Regions from separate parts of the Zea mays genome. Here all the other regions are linked to region 1. A link is a contact called in public Hi-C data. All regions are on one chromosome and are shown on one strand. Each heading gives the region's core, a stretch centred on a gene start, on an enhancer-like site or on the middle of the called end of the contact. The rest is flanking DNA. Distances are from core to core; before and after follow the strand shown. Region 1 holds the start of LOC100194228 (Mitogen-activated protein kinase kinase 3). Region 2 holds the start of LOC103650432 (probable Ufm1-specific protease). Region 3 holds the start of LOC100193153.

Evidence for each region. A called contact is a pair of places that touch in the nucleus more often than the background predicts.
Region 2: a Hi-C map of endosperm shows a contact between it and region 1, with 4 times the contacts expected there. The contact joins the promoter of LOC103650432 here to the promoter of LOC100194228 in region 1. A contact is called at or near these places in 2 of 25 Hi-C or Micro-C datasets (endosperm and tassel).
Region 3: a contact with region 1 is called in a Hi-C map of ear, with 2.0 times the contacts expected there. The contact joins the promoter of LOC100193153 here to the promoter of LOC100194228 in region 1. A contact is called at or near these places in 2 of 25 Hi-C or Micro-C datasets (ear and tassel).

Annotation. Positions count from the first base shown.
Region 1 is chr3:98,229,190-98,231,889 of Zm-B73-REFERENCE-NAM-5.0, forward strand. It overlaps LOC100194228 (Mitogen-activated protein kinase kinase 3), which reads left to right and starts at 1,376. Exons shown (of 9, transcript NM_001279806.2): 1 at 1,376-2,090. The coding sequence starts at 1,860.
Region 2 is chr3:99,013,686-99,016,385 of Zm-B73-REFERENCE-NAM-5.0, forward strand. LOC103650432 (probable Ufm1-specific protease) reads left to right here and starts at 1,262. Exons shown (of 13, transcript XM_023301977.2): 1 at 1,262-1,647; 2 at 1,734-2,081. The coding sequence starts at 1,446.
Region 3 is chr3:97,409,126-97,411,825 of Zm-B73-REFERENCE-NAM-5.0, forward strand. It overlaps LOC100193153, which reads right to left and starts at 1,374. Exons shown (of 16, transcript NM_001358658.1): 1 at 1,149-1,374. The coding sequence starts at 1,297.

The sequences.
Region 1 (2,700 bases), core at 126-2,625:
CAGCAGAGATCAGTTCAGTACCTTCAACAGAGCCCAACACTCGGTCAGCAGGGACGCTGCCCTCTAAAGCGACTCCCTGATCCAAAGTTTGGGCTACCACCATACAACCAGAGTGTGGAGGAGATCCCGCGTGAACGTCCATGGAAGTACAGGAAGGAGACCCTGCTTGGGCACCCTCGGGGGCTGGGTCATAGTTGGCACTGCACTACGCTATAGAGGGCTAGTACTAAGCAATGGTTAAGTAATAACTACTTACTAAGTAATAATTATATACTAACTAATAACTTCCCACATCTAACATAGTTATAAAATTCTATGAATATGACAAGAGCAATGGGTTATACCTTAGGTCGCAGTGGAGTCAAGGTGCCAGTGGCGGGGGTGGTGGAGTTGGACAGCCTCCTGTCTGAAAATAAGCAACATAGCACTGTTAATGAAAATTTCGATAGCACCTCCCTTATATGGGGAGATTTCTAAAATCTACATAGAAATTGGCAGCACAATGACTGACATACATACTCAGTAGCAGACAAAAACACGATGGCTGCATGCACATTCAGTCACTGCAAATAACGACTAAATGACAATCTACTTAATTGCACCAACTAAATAACAAAATTACAAGCTAACCAACAAAAATGTAAGTAACCTAACTATATTAATTTGATAACAAAATTATAAACTAACAAACATGTTTGCAAACTTCTAGCTAAAATAGCAAATAAAGATGTTACCTAAGTAGAAAGTAAGCTAAATAAAATACAGAGTAACTACATAATTTGCTAAGTAAATAATAAATCCACTAATTAAATCTAGAGTATATACTAAACTAACTAAATCAAAATAAACCAGATTATATACTAAACTAACTAATCAAACCACTAACTAAACTAAATCCACTAAATCTTCTAACTAAATTAAATCCTCTAACTAAATTAAATCCACTAAAACTAAACTTATTGGGGCAGTATGAGGCGAGCTCGAGGGAGTGACACCAGGCACGGAGGCGAAGAAGGGGGCGCATCAGTACTAGGCGGGACGAAGCGGTGGTGGTGGTCGGCGGGCAGAGTGAGGTGCAGTGAGGGAGAGAGCGCGAGAGGGAAAAGCCGACTGAGCATATTTATCAGACCTTGGCATCAAGGTCTGTGCTGCTAAGGTCTGACACGTCATCCGTCACGTCATCGAGCCTACGCTAGCGTCAGCGTGACCCTCTGCTCGACGCCAAGATTTATAACGTCGAGCAATATTATTTCAGGGTCAAGCTGAGGATCTAAAATAAAGAATATTTTATTCAGTGTCTAAACGTTAATATTTTTTTTAAAAATAAGCTAAAATATATATAAAAAATCGGGCACTACCACTGTCCACTACCTCACGCAACCACCACTGCCTCACGCAACCACCTCAGCCCGGTCCACCTCTACCACCGGCCACCCACTGCCTCCACCCCCGCCCTAGATCACCACCGCACTCTCAGGCGCAAGAACGAGCTCACCAGGCAAAGTCACGGCGGCGACCTCCGCCTTCCAGGTCTCGCCCTTGCTGGCGCGCGCCTCTGCTCACCACCCAGCGCCGCGTCTTCCTTCTCCAGTCCGGTCGCTGGCCGACCGCCAGCGCGGCTCCGGGCCCTGCTTTCCGCACGCCCAAGCCTGCGCGCTCCGGACGCACCTCTCCTGCTCTTCTGGGCTTGGGAAAGAGAAGAAACCAGCATAAAAACACTAGATCTGTGAAGGATTTGAGGAAGAAACCAAACCGAAACCCTAGTGACGATGCTAGAGTTCGGACCTCGCTCTGAGTCGAAACGACCAGAGACCGCTGCCTTCCCTCCCCATTTTCCTTTCCCATGAACCAAGCAGCGTATGAGCTTTCCATCCCTCCTCATTTACCTATCCCACCTCTCATATCCCGTTATCCAAACGGCACCTCAGGGTACTGCAATCCAGAAGCAGGGGCCCTGGCCTCAGCGCACCTGGATGGCAGGGCTGGAGGAGTTGAAGAAGAAGCTACAACCCTTGCTGTTCGATGACCTGGACAGAGTTGGCGCCAGTACCAGGGTGCCCTTACCAGAAGATACTTGCGATTCCTACGCAGTAAGCACGCCCTGGTATTCTTGGCCTATTCTTCATTGGTATTTGCAATTGTAGTTATCTGGTACATTATGACATGTTAGCCAACTCGTCTAATAAGGTGGGAGACTTGGAAAGTCGATTGATGGCTTTAACTCTGCCTCTCTGCGTGGTACATGTACATGCTCAATTGTTTTTTTTTGTTTAATTTGAGGATTAGCAACCAAATGAACACAGATAGGTTTATGCTTTGTTTACGTTCCTTGTGATTTTTCTGTTGTGTACCCTCTTATGTAATCCCCAGAGGGTGGTCTTAATACACCCTAATCTATTGTGATGAACAGAGCAGGGTCTGCTGTAGCCAATGAGATTGGATATAGTGGACATAATCACATCGATTTTGTGGTTCAATACTCCAATTACCTTCTATAAGTTTTTATTGACTGCTACATATCACACTTTGGCTCATTTGCTTCTGTTTCCTGAATGTTTTGTTTATAATTTATTTATTTCTCAGTACTGGAAGTCAACTCGTTTGGATATGCAGCTTCCCTTTTTCAGTCAACTCTTTTCTAATGTCTAAACCCAGATTTTTTATGCAAACTCGACATGATCCAAATCAGTTGGTTCCAGT
Region 2 (2,700 bases), core at 12-2,511, 780 kb after region 1:
TCGCCTCCTGGATCATCCGCTCCTTGTGCTCCTCAAACTGGAGCTGCTCGTCAGCCGGCAAGGTTTCCCAAGTCGGCTCTATGATGTTGCTTGGGGAAATATCAGAGCTCTCCCTTGAACCGGCCATTTGAGGGCCGATTTGATGAGCCTAGATGTGTTTTCCCAGCGGAGTCGCCAAAAAGTATGTTGACGCTTTTTTGGAGCGCCAAATACCCAAGAAGAACCGGCGGCGGTGCTCTCTGGTCAGGCGTGGACGGTCCGTGGCCTGGGGCCGGACGGTCCGCGACCTGGCGCAGGGGCTAGGTTTTCCTGCCTAACGGCCGGACGGTCCGCGCCCTGGGGCCGGACGGTCCGCGCGTGTGCAGGGGCGGCGGAAGATCGCCGGCGGCGCCTGGATCTCGCTCCCGGGAGGGACCCCGTCGGGGAGGAGAGATCCTAGGGGTTGTCTAGGCTCGGGCCGGCCGACCTAGACTCCTCTAATCGGCGTAGAGTCGAAGAGAGGCGAAGAATTTGGGGATCAAGAGGCTAAACTAGAACTAGACTAGAACTACTCCTAATTGTACTGGAAATAAATGCGAATAGAAGTTGTATTGATTCGATTGTTGATTACAAATCGGCCGTAAGCCTCTCTTTTTATAGAGGAGGGGGGCTGGACCCTTTACACGACCGGATTCCGAGCTAATTCCGCGGATATAGCTAACAAACATAGCACAAAACTCGGAACGCTAATCTACTCTGCGCGTGCGCGGACCGTCCGGCCTCAGGGCCGGACCGTCCGCACCTCATTTTGGTGCTCAACAACACCACACATTTGATTTCGCGTCCGAAAATCCGGATGTGACATGCACGCACTCTTGGATCAATTCTGCAGCAACAATACACTTGCTTAATCCCAACAATATAAATTGCAAGAAATTGCAGACGTTCAAAAGAGAGAAAAAAACTATTACCCTTGTGGAACATCAGCAAGATCTATACAACTTAATTCTGGATTGATTCTTGATCACTAAAAGAGAGATGAACTAGAACCATGAAACTAACAAAGGAAGAAGGGAAAAGATGGAGATACATAGGGGTCGCCGATAGAGAACGTGTGTGGATGAGGGCTCTGGGCGGGGTGGAGGCAGCCGCCACTGCCAGAGAGATGTGCAGGCGGCGGGGAGGCTGCCAGGAGAAGCCTCGATCCTGGAGAAACTGAAAAGGACAGAACGGGTAGAGGAATTGACTGCTTGACAAAAGAATGCCCTTGTCCGACGGAAGCAAACAGAATGCTATGTATCGGTATCGTTGCATTTTTGAATGATAAATATTTAGAGTTATTCCTTTTGATAGTAAATATCCAAAGATGGGGTCTTTAATGGCATGGATCTTTCCCTTTAAAAAATATATCCGAACATACCCTAAAAGCAGAGCCGTCTGCGTTGCCGCTAACAAGGCCGCCGCCGATGGACGCCTTCGTCGCCGGTTCGCGCGGCCGCCCAGCCCTCAGCTTCCTTTGCCCTAAGATATCGCTATTCTCCCCGCCCTCGCACTCCTGGTTCCGCTGGCTCGTCGGTGCGCCTCGCGTTCTCCCTCCCTTCACCGTCGCTGCTGTCTTACGTCCCATTCACGGCGACCATGACGCCATTGATCTTCCCAGGGAAGCAGGCAAGTCTCACCAACCCACTTTTCCCAACAACTCATGATTCCGCCTGAGTCCTGACGATGTCCCTATACTTCTATGCCTTCCGCAGACGAAATCCGGGGGTTGCTGCCACGCGGTTTCGACATCATAGGGGTGCTGCTCGTGGGGGGAGAGGGTTCTGATGCGGACGTCACTCGCGCACTGGAGCAGGCTCGGGCGCTGAGGGAGCTGCTGTTTGGTGTGGCAGCGAGCCATGGCTTGGTAGGAGGCCACATGGATGCAGCCACTGGGGAGATTCGATTTGTTGTATCTGAGAGTGGATGGACGAACTCGGTGGAAGGATCTGTGGTTACATGGGAGGATGAGCCCGGGAGGTTGTTGTGGGAGAAGGGATGCCTCCTGCGCTGCGAACTGCTGCTGAAGCTTCCACTCTATCTTAGGCCTGACGTGAATTCTGGTAAATGCTAGGAAGTTTACCTGTCTGTTTAGTCCTTTACTGTACAAATGAACGGGCAAAAGTTGATCATTCATGATATGATGTGCCTTGACATCTATTTGAAGAAATTGGAGTTCTGCGAATTCTTTTCGCTGCAACCGGTTCAATTTTTTTGGATTATTCTATAGTGTTAAGATACTGTTTCTACCTTAGTTTGTGCTTAGAAAAAACCCCATTGTTCTCTCATTTCAGTACCCACCCTATTATCTTGAAGCTAATAATTGGTTGGATAAGGTTGCAAATTTGCAATTTACTACATCTTGCATAGCTGGTGTTTTTTTGTTTGAACTATGTGATTTCTTAAGCTGCCAAATATTCAATCATGAAAGAAGGTATTAGAGAGCCTGTGCATTGCCATATATATTCAGTATAATCTCGAACCTAAAACCAAACAATATGATTGTAACAACATACATGAAGTGGTGGATGGCCTCTTGCTTCTTGTTCCAACTGAAATTAAAATTTTGGATCAAATCAGTGAGCTAATGTAACAATTCAAATTAATCAAATATTAAAATGGTGAACTGTGTCCGTGAACCTATTTATCATGAACAAATTTGTTACTAATTTCTATCTTGCA
Region 3 (2,700 bases), core at 124-2,623, 820 kb before region 1:
AAATATGTGAGTACGCATATGTTTAACTAAGTTTTTAATCTGCTAACAGCAATTGTACTACTAACATTAAAGTGTATGGAAGCACATATATGAAAGTTATAACTGACCTAGACAACAGTAAAGAGGCCTTCTCGATTAGTGTTCAAACCACAACACTGTGGTTGCATTAATCCTCAACACAAAGGAAAATACTATAGTATGGGAGTATCAATGCTATTTAATGGACTTTTATTACATTCTCTATGACCAAAACATCATGGAGAATGCGGTTTTTTTTCAAACGTATGAATATGTGAAAGAATCTAAAACAATAGTGTTCTTAATAATTTGAAATACGATCTCAACCTCTACTAAATAAACAACAGTGAAGGCTCTCATTTTTCCGCCTATTCCGAAAGAAGAATCATGTAACCTCTGCTAACAAACATATAGCGCCAAGGCTAAAAATAATAATGACTTTCGTGTTCATTGTATCTCCATCATCCTTCGCCATTTAAACACAATATTTAGTAAAGGACGTGCTACAAGATTAATCAACAACCGAGAGTAATCCATCACCATACCTTGTTAAAACATTGTATTCTAGCCGTATTCGAAGTAATAATAAACATGAAATACATAACAATGGTCTTGCAGCACGTAAAAGCAAAAGGAGGAGGCAGTGCCCTTCGGCCACTAGCAGTCCTTGAATCAAGTAAAAAAAGGAAAAAAGAAAACAACAGTGACTACAACAAATAATTATCGATAACTGTTAGTTAACCAATCCAAAAAACAATCTAATGCTTGCACGGGCAGGAAATTCTACGATTCTAAACTAGACGGAGCTATAAAACATAAGTAGTCATTTGTGTGTTGTATAAGAACACAGGCATGAATTGAAAAGAAAAGTATTAATGAAGGAACTGAAAGATTGTAGGGTAAATCGTCTAGAATGGTTAGAGGAAATATAAGTAACAGTTCTGTTACCATGTGTTATATGAAGGGTTTTATATTAAAGTGATTTGAGCATATTCATGTAGTAAAGTCACAGTGCCTTTCACGAATATCACATACCTAATTAATACTAACAGTTATCCCATTCTTCCTAGGGATAAAATGGATATTCATTTGATAAGGAAAATGGATGTCATAATGGTAAAACTATATACATAATGAGAACTGATGCTTGATAGAGGAGCAGTGATATGGTACATATATCCTTTGTCTCACAATCTGAACCTTTCTTCCTGCAAAGTGGAACTGTTAAGTGCCAAATACCAGAATGCAGTGTCCTAATAAAGTTGGTCAATATAAACATAACGTTGGCAACCCAACAAGAAATCGTGAATATATAAAGCTGCTCTCATGAAAAGGTTAAACATATATAAGTGAAAAAGAAATAATTTTATTTTTCTTTATAAGCATGTATATCAGCAGGGAGAAAATCAATTGAAAAGAAATTAACACTAGAATTCAAATAAAGGTTCTCAAGAATTCATGCAATGAAGAAAAGATCTCATCTTCTAGGGCATGTGCCTGGAAAGTTAGATTATGTCCACTTTATAGAAAGAAGTTGAAGTAAGCAAAGATTGAAAGAAATTTTGCACTATATACATCAAACTGTGAGACCACAATTAAAAAAGTTAGGTCACGGTGTATTTTCAGCTTTGTGACTAATGATTATTTTGAGCCATTCATACGTAGTCTTAAGTTGTTTTGTATTTTTATTACTTGAAGTGTCTAGAAATATTTATTTCTATATGAACATCAAGTTTCTCCATGTGAATAGGCAAGGGAATGGTCATTGCATTGTCAGCAAATTGACTTTCTTCAGGAAAGTAGTACCTTAAGTGGTGCAGGCATCACAGTGTATCAGGCTAGTCTTGTGGCCTAGCTTCGTTGATATGATGATATCTTTTAACAATCAAATTCAGGATTTAATCTCGAATACTGGGCTGCTACGTGCGGTAAAGGGTGATGACTGTCTTTTGTGATCAGCCAGATTGGCTTCAAGTATGGGCAGAGATTGAGAGACATGACAGTCTTAATATGCTGCAGGCACCAATTGATTTAGAGAAAAATCAAGGAACGATGCTTGAGCACAACTCAATTGATTATAAGTCTCCAGTAAGGAAAAGAGAAACATCTCGACCTCACCTTGTCTATTGTGGCATCCGGCGTGGAAGCACAAGACGTCGTAGCATATGGCGTGGAAACATCGGAGGAGCTCCGGCCACCGCTACTGGCAATCTCGGAACCCCACGACTTCTTGGCCTGTGGAGCGGTCTTCCCCTGAAGGCCAACTCTAGGTGCCATAGAAAATGGAGCGAATCTTCGGCGGTGAGAATGGGGACAGATTGGAGCAGCAGCTGTGGTGCAGGCATAAGTTGAGCGGTGGGAGGAGAACCAAGCATAGCAGCTTTAGGTACCGGCAGCAGCACCAGCACCGCCCCATCTCCGGCTCTGCTCCCTCCTGCCGCGCTTGCTGATTGATGGCAAAAAAATCCGAGATCTGAGATGCGCTGCAGGCTGGTGCCGTACTTGCAGTTGTCGCCATCGCCGCCTACCAAGCACACGTTGGTGGCGCCGTCCGCAGCACCCATGATGCCGCATCGGAGCAGCACGTCGCGGAGATGAGCGTCGTGCCACACGGATGTAGAGATGTCGTGCGCCACCGGACGGGAGCCTGCGGCGGGAGAGCAACGTTCGGCCGAGATGCGG